Regions from separate parts of the Macaca mulatta genome. Here region 1 is linked to region 2. A link is a contact called in public Hi-C data. All regions are on one chromosome and are shown on one strand. Each heading gives the region's core, a stretch centred on a gene start, on an enhancer-like site or on the middle of the called end of the contact. The rest is flanking DNA. Distances are from core to core; before and after follow the strand shown.

Evidence for each region. Hi-C and Micro-C count contacts between places; a contact is called where the count stands out from the background.
Region 1: a contact with region 2 is called in a Hi-C map of fetal cortical plate, with 5 times the contacts expected there. The contact joins the promoter of MAML3 here to the enhancer-like site in region 2. A contact is called at or near these places in 5 of 14 Hi-C or Micro-C datasets (blood, fetal cortex germinal zone, fetal cortical plate and 2 more).

The regions. Positions count from the first base shown.
Region 1 is chr5:149,024,314-149,028,410 of T2T-MMU8v2.0, forward strand. It overlaps MAML3 (mastermind like transcriptional coactivator 3), which reads right to left and starts at 2,357. Exons shown (of 5, transcript XM_001088303.5): 1 at 972-2,357. The coding sequence starts at 1,439.
Region 2 is chr5:148,607,065-148,611,304 of T2T-MMU8v2.0, forward strand. All of the region lies in intron 2 of MAML3 (mastermind like transcriptional coactivator 3), which reads right to left. Among named protein-coding and RNA genes, the nearest start is that of MGST2, 62 kb to the left of the region's middle. Within about 2 kb of position 2,182, at least 26 of the 40 cell types and tissues checked have an H3K27ac peak or open chromatin away from gene starts, as enhancers often do. A contact at or near this core is called in blood, fetal cortex germinal zone and fetal cortical plate, where this site is marked.

The DNA.
Region 1 (4,097 bases), core at 1,107-3,606, 420 kb after region 2:
CCTCTTTTACCTCCCTGCTACCTTCCACTGCTCTGGGCTTATTAGGCAGGCCCCCAAAGTTGGCGGGCAGTGGGGCGGGGGGAGCCAAGCGGAGGACTCCGTGCAAGCAAGTTTAAAAGGAAAAAAGGAAAGAATCCCAAGCGAAGTTGTATGGCGGGGCCTCTTGGCGCAAACCTTGGGTGTTGCTTTCCCCTCCCGCCCCCTCCAGGCCGCTCCCCTCTTAACCCTCCCAGCCGCTCCACCTGCCGGGCTGGCCCCGAGTCTCCAGCAACCAGCGGAGCGCACCCGCGCCCCGCATCCGCGCGCGCTCCCGCGAGCACCCCCGCGCGCAACCACCCTCGCTTGTTTCTCACCCACTTCAAAGTTCATTCACAAAACTCTCAGACTTTCTCAGCCCAAAGTGGGTGAGCTGGGGAGAGGAGGCGAGAGGCTCTCCTTCCCCGCTTCCCCCTAGGGGTTGAGGGCCTGGTGCCCGCCCAGAATCTGCGACAGCATCAACATCTCCACGCACCCAGCGGATGTGCAGAGGGGTGGGCGTAGGGGGACGGGTCTGGGGAGGAGAGGCGGCGCGGCTAGAGGTGGGGTGGGAAGCGGCGAAGAGGAGGAGCAAGGTTTCAACTCAGGGGTTCACTCTTTCAAATCGGTATCCAAGAAAGGGAAGGGGGTAAACTTTTCCAGCACCTCACTTCGACGCTCCTCTCGGCTCCCTCCGCCCCTCGCAGTCGTGACTGGCTTCTCCCCTCTCGCCCCCTCCTCCCCAAATCTGACAACCTTGACAGATTAACAGGTAGCGGCGACGGCAGCTTTTTCCCTAAGAAAAGTTGACGTTAACCCTTCGGCTTCAGCCCACCTCACCCACCGTGCAAATCAGACCCTTGTACCCCTATGTAAGAAGCTCCACGCGCCCCCCACTACCAGCACCACCACAACCCCCAACGCGCGCCGCAAGCCCGCTGCCCGTGCGCCCTCACCATGATCAGCGTGTGGTTCCTCTGCTCCGCCGAGGCAGCCTCCGCATCTTGCTGGGGTTTGCTCGGGTGCTGCTGTTTGCCGGTGCCGGCGCTCGATTTCTTGGCCCTCTGCTCCAGGGTCCGCTGGTAGAGGCTCACGGTGTCCCGGCGCTCCAGCTCCAGCTGCTCCACCTGAGCCTGCTGGTACCTGTTCTCGCAGTTGACGTGGTGCCGCCGGCAGCCCTCGATGCGCTGGCGGAGCCGCTCCACCACGGTGCTGTGCTTGGGAACGGCCGCCGAGCCGCCGCCGGGGCCCCCGGAGCCGCCGCAGCCACCGGCAGCCGGGTGATTGCTACTCGGAGCAGCGGGAGTACTATTGGGAGTATTATTCACACCGATCCCGGCCCCGCCGAGGCTGCTGTTCAGGCTACTGTTGATGCAAATACTACTGCCATTCGCGGCAGCAGCGGGGGCTGCGAAATCCCCCATCCTGCTCCCCGGGCACACTATTTTGGAAGAACTTTTTTTATCCACCCCCCTATCAGCCTCCTCCTTGGGTCCAAGGATTAAAATAGTTTAAGTGGAACGCGGGGGAGACGCAAGCACATGGATGGAAACGGCGATCCCGACGGGGCGAAAAAAAAAAGGGGGGGGAGATTTTGGGGTGGTTTTTTGTTTCCTTTTTTTAAACTGTAAAAGCTCGAGGGGAAGAAAAGGGGGGAACGTTATCGGAATACCATCAGACACCTATCAACAAAAAGAATCACAACAAACTGAGCCAGCAGCAAATCGGGTTGCAACTCAAGGGGAGATCCGCTCCTCGCCTGCCTTCTTTTTATAATCCATTATTTTCTAATAAATTCCAGGAGATTTCCGGTGGTTGGCAAGCATTTTCTCCCTACGTACCGAAAAACACACCCCATGTACACACACAAGCATATGCCTCCAGTGCGGACACGCGCGACACACACTCACTCCACACCGCATCGGAAAACGGCAAGCTTGCTTATTGCATTTTCCTTCCACAAAAAAGTTTTGGTGTTTATGCCGCCCCGTGTTCTCAAAGTACTTTGGCTGTTCAGTTGCATTTCACAGGAACCTAGATATCGAATCCTCGGGCTGGGGGAAGTAAACACATGGACAGTCCGAGGCGACTGCAAAAGTAGATCGGTGAAGTCCTTTGCAAAACGCCGCGCGGAGAGCAGCACCTAACGCTCGGCTGGGCTGCCGCTGCCGCCGCTGCTCCTGCCACCATCACAATGATCAACTGCTCGCCGCCGCCGCCGCCGCCGCCGCCGCCGCCGCCTCCTCCTCCTCCTCTCGCTCCTCCACCTCCTCCTCCTCCTCCATGCCAGCGGAGTGATATCAGGACGCGCGAGCTCAGTAAACACGGCAGCGGCGGCGGCTGGAGGCCGTGAGACAAGCCCGCGGACACGGCGCAAAACCCGGCCCGGACTCTCACCCGGCAGGAGCGGGCGCGGCACGCTCCAGCACCCGGCTCCCGCCTCCGTCGCCTCGGCGCCCCGCGCCCCTCCCACGCCCCCAACCACACTACCGCCCTGCCGAGAAGCCCAGAGTCGCCAGCAACGGGGAGAAGAAAGATTCTGGGGGATCTCAGAAATAAATCAACTTTTGACCTGTGTGTGTGCGTGAGAGCGTGTGTGAGTGTGTGTGTCTGTGTACGCGCGCGCGCGTGCGCGGGGACGCGCCTGGTTGGGTTTCCTTATTCCAAGGGAGGTTATCAAGCGATCCCAAGTTGTTGTTATACATTTATGCATTATATTGCAGAAATGTGCATGACCAGGCAGAAACATTGAAGCTTTACAGCAGTTGTCTGTCATCCCTATCCATGTGGAAAGAAAAAGGCAAATGAGTGACTTGGTTTTAAAACCGAAGTAATAAGTCTGCGCTAGTAACAGCGCTACTTATGGACACTTGTTCTAAGTCTAGGCCAGTCTGAACACACAAGTACCAAATTCTAAATAAATGGAAATAGGCTTAAAAATGTGTAATATTATTTAATTCACTGTACATAATGATTGTTGTTACTAAGTCAATTATTGTTTTACTTACCCTTGGAAAAAAATAAAGCAAGCAGGGACTTGGAGGTGAGACTAACAGTACATTTAAACAGACTGTTTTGAACACTAGGTGCTAATGACAGCAGTAATTAAGGGTCCTTCGTAAATCAAGTGGAAAGATTGCAGATTTCATGGACTAGAACTATAGAAAAAACACAGCATTTCACAGTTTGTCATGACCAAAACAAAAACAAGCAAAAATAACAGGCCTACTTTATTGCTGGATATATTTCTTTCCATTTCAATGAATTCACAATAAGTACAATTAAAATGGACTAGCAAATGCAGAAATCAATCTAAACTTTCCATTTTATTAAAGCACATTATCTTTCCTGATATTATCTAAAAACAAAAATAACAACAACTAAGGATCAAATATTCTTGAATATGGACTTAAACCATTGCATATACATATTTTTCAAAATTAAGATGGGGAAATTATCATTTCTGGAATAATCAGTAAACTATAAATCTTGATTGTGAGATGTTAATTATAAGTCATTTTGTATTATTTCAATAAATCTTAAGAATTAGTTTTTAGGGTAAAAATACACCCCAGTTGTCTAAAATAGCCAGGAATAAAGAACTTTGGATCTTATGCATTAGTCATGAGATCTGATTTAAACCATCTTCATTTCTTGGCATTGCAGATTAGCATAGGATGCTATTTCTAACCTCATAATGTCAACGATAAGAGGCTATATTTTTCTTCAATTAATCAGGTCTATATAGTGAACAATATTTTTAATATTCACTGGATATGGTAAAATGGGCAGCGAAATATTTAATATGGTGTGAGGCTACCTCCAAGTAGTAAAACCAACTTAAGAGAGTGTATATTTCATTGACGTTGTCATACTTTTTCTGAAGGCTGTTTAGTTAATATACAAATTTCTGTATCAAACCGCCCCTCTTCAAGTCTCAGAAAATTTAACTGGACTAAGTCTGTAGCAAATGAGTCCATTCAGATTCTGAAAATATGTAGAGAATTACAAGAAATTAAAAAAAGAGGTAGCAAAGTGGCCTTTGTCTTTTTCACATATTCACTAAATAATATCTCTATAAC
Region 2 (4,240 bases), core at 932-3,431:
TTTTGATGTTAACAAAAAGATCTTATACTAAAAAATACCAGGAACCTTTGTGCTCCCAAAAAGTTTACTTCAGGACTAACTCTTGCAGGGGCCTAGATATTTCAGGATCTTCCCTTTCCCCCCAAGTATTTGCTACCTGTTTTCCAAGCCCTTCCTTGCAGTGAAATAAAGCTGTTTCTTGGCACCTTTAGGGACAAATGGCTGATTGGCTTTACACTTTAACAAATGAATTCACACTGACATATAAACAGTCAATCAGCAAAAATGCAGATATGTAGTTTGTTTTTTCTGTCTCAGTATATTTGATACTTTACAGTTTTGATAAGAAGGAGAGAGTTGGAAAGAAAATGAGGCCCAAGGGAAGATAAAGTTTTCTTCAGCTTGAGTTTTTGAAAGGGTTGGTCTGGGATGACCCTGTTTATCTTTGTGCACTTTGAGATATGCTTGTCCTGTGTGACCAGCCCGCACAGCTGGGGAAGTGGTAAGGAGTGAAGAAGTGTTGCTTTCCCAGCCTCCTCTCCACTGGGAAAAGAAAGAGAGAGGCAAATGGGGTGATGATGATACATCAAACCGCTTTTTGCCCCTGTCTTCCTGGGCCAAAAAGAAATACTTCAAAAGCACAGTGTGAAAAAAAACCCTCCCAAAGGGATAGTCATGTTATTACTTCCCAGGATTATGTATTTCCCCAAATAATTCCCTCCTAGAGGTTTTGCCTTCAGGCTTCTCACTGAAGACCTACAGGCAGAAAGGGCTGTATGTATTATATTATTATTATTTTTTAAGAGACAGGGTTTCACTCTGTTGCCTAGGCTAGGGTGCAGTGGTATGATCATAGCTCACTGCAACCTCCAACCCCTGGGCTCAAGCAATCTTCCTGCCTCAGCCTCCTGAGTAGGTGGGGGGACTACAGGTGTATGCCACCATGCCCTGCTAATTTTTAAATTCTTTGTATAGATGGGGGTTTTACTGTGTTGCCCAGGCTAGTCTTGAACTCCTGCCCTCAAACAATCCTCTTGCCTTGGCCTCCCAAAATGTTGGGATTACAAGCATGAGCCACTGCTCCCAGCCACTATGTACATTCTTAAAGGACTGCCTTCCCTATGAAACATCTTTAGTACTTTCCCAACAAGCTCTGCGGCATTCAACAGTGGATGAGAGACGCCTACAGCCCCAGACTCTGAGGTGTATTGCAAAGTGTGACGATGTACTCAGTGACTTGCCTTACACATTAAGCTGGCCGAGGCCACTAACTGTTTCATAATACATGGCTTCTTTTAACCTCCAGTCTAAGAGGGCTTAATGAGAAATAGTCTGTCAGATTTCAGGATTTCAAGCCACTGCTCTTGTTTCTAAGAAGGACACACACTGTGTTGTGCAATTAGAGAAAACCAGGCTGAGCTTTCGTCATGCGAAATGTAATGCCTTGAAGCCAAATGATGCTGTATTTTTAGTTGTAATTACTGGCTTGTTCTCCAATCCACTCCTTGCCCAACGACCTCCCTTGCTTCTCCCAAGAATCTTAATACAGTTTCTTCCCCTCAAAAATCCAACTGGCTATATAGATCTTCATTACTCGCCTAGCCCTCTCACTCTTCAGTAAAATAAAGGGAGGAGAAAGAAATCAAAACCAACGAACCTATTTTACATATCTTCCCCTCCAGGGAAAAGATCTTAGCAATATTCTAAAGGCTAGAGTGAGGTAGGAGGTGTCAAAAGCACCCTTACCTCCCCCAAACAGGCAGTTTTTGACTTCAAAAAACAGTTGTGGTAAAAATATCTCCCAAGAACAACCAGTTGTTTATAAATCTGTGCGTAGGGAAGCTTTATTTTTCTGAAGTGTTTTCAAGAACATGCATAGTGTTTGGGTGAGAGGGGCCAGCGTTGCTGGCGGCGAACCAAAGACGGCCGGCGGCGAGGAGGCTGGGGTGACAGGGACCCAGTGGATAACGGGCTTCAGAACGCCCAGGGCTTCAGCCTTTTCCAGGCGTCCCTCGCCGGGGGAACGCGGAGCAGCTGCCGTTCTTACTGCGCCCCAGCAGATGGTGGTGTCAGCCCGGCCTCGCGCCCGGCCGCCGCTGCGCCCGCGCCCCTCCCCTCGCAGATGGCTTAATCAGGGCTCCCGCCCGCCCCTCCGCAGCCCCCGCCCCGCGCGTCTGGGCGAGCGCTGCGAACGTGGAGCCAGGCAGTCAAGTGTTACTGCGTACAGCAGGTAGCCTGGCAACTGAGAGCATAATACCGAGCAGATGGTGTTCGCACGGCGTGATGGACATCACACACGACAGCCTGAGACAATCCAGGAATTCCCTGGTGACTCTAGGCCCTCTTTACACAAAATGAGTTCTCTCTCCATTGCCGTGTATCTCTGGGGTTATCTTCCCCCCTCTTCCGACTGACACTGAACTGGTTTCTTATTACCGACTTTTCTTCCAGCCGGAGGGGAGGGAGAATTCAGGTGGGGGAGGGCGCGGGAAGGGGACGTGGAAGGAAACGGAAGGGCTGGGAGTGTGGTAGGGGGGCAGTGGCGACCTCAACGGGGCGGAAGGGTGGCGGACACCAGACCCCAGGGCCGACAGCCCGGGAGGGACCGGGTTCCAGGACCCCAGCTGCACAAAGCCGGCGCGGGGAGGGGGCGGTAAGGAGCGAGCCTTGGGTCGGCCCGGCACTGCTGCCTCGGCTCAGAGTCCTTGCAATCACTTGGCCTACGAACAACTTAAATGAAATTTAGGGTTTTATTGAAAAAGTCCCTTGGGGCCTAATTTAGCCTCTCGACTCGAGCCTATATGCTTACAAGTCCTTAGGGGACTCCGGCTAAGAAGTCAGGAGTGGGGCCCGTGCGCCCCCGGTAGGACCGAGACTGCCTCTCGGCGCAGGCGGCCCTAACAAAGAAGCCCACGAGGCCGTCCCGGGCGCTGGCAGGGGCGGCGCGGCGGCGCTCGGGAGACCCGCGAGGGGCCCTGGAGGTCCTCGGCCAGCGCGCGCCGCTCGGGAGCCCGCGAGGCTGCAGTGTGCTCCGGCGGGCGCATTTCTCAGGCCCCGTCACATCGTGTGTGTTAGTGGCTGGGGAGGACACGAGGACAGAGATGAGGATTGTTCGTGGCAGGAAAGAGTAAAAATAAATCAATGCATAAACAAAAAGGATGCCCCAGAAAACCTGTGCTTTTCTCACACACACACACACTCACTCACTCACTCTGAATTGGGTCAAGTAAAAAAAATTTTTTTTAAAGAAAGGAATATTTAGCCCAAGTGGGATTTCAACTAAATTTTATATATCAAAAGATAGCTACATCCAACCTCTCACCAGAATCCAGAGGCTTTCTCCTGCAAAGATACTATTGAAAGTTTTATTAGTAAGTTTGAGAAGGCGAAAGTATATATCAGAGGTGAAAGCTAACGTGACAATTGCTTGGCCAAAGAGCGCAGCAGTTTTATGTTATTGAGCAGCACAGGATGAATCGAACACCCATGATGGCTAGACAGAGGCGCCTGGCTGTGATTCCCAGAGGTTCAGGCAAGCCATGTGACCTCTCTCAGTCCCCACCCTCTGAAATGAAAACCATACTCATAAGACTCCTGACAATGGAAATTTTGGAGGTGACAGTTAATGAAGTGCCATAGAAAGGAAATAGCTACGAATACTCTAAAACCTCCTCATTCCAAGTATGGGCAATTTGGGAAAAATGAAGAACTAAATTAGGGGTTCTCATGTGGTTGCAGGATCAAATGCATTAGTCCCCACCTGGGAGCTTGTTAGAAATGCAAATTCCCAGGCTCCTCCCAGGCCTCCTGAGTTAGAACTTTTGGAGGTGTTTTAACAAGCTCGCCAGGTGATTACGATGTCCCATAGAGAATCACTGGGGCAAATAATCCTGTGCCCTGATTAGATTGCAATGCTGCATTTTCAAAAGCAAGTCAGGGTGCTGAGTTGCTTAGGTTTCTGTTGCGAAGTTTCCTGCTTTGGAACAAAATTCTCAAAATTTTCAGAGGGTTGCTCAGGCCAGTGATGTTTGCAATGCAAACCCAAGAATTCTGAAAGGAGCCCAGGGCCAAAAGGAGCCAATTCTTCCAGGAGGGACTGCTCCAGTTACAATTGTGCTGTGGAGGCTGAGGAACACCCATGACTGAGGAAGGGTGAGTCCCCCATAATGCCCTTGCTAAGGAAGCATCAGACATCCCTAGACCTACAAGTCCCTGGTGTAATAAGGTGAACTATGGAAAGCTATGATTTGAGGAAAGTTCC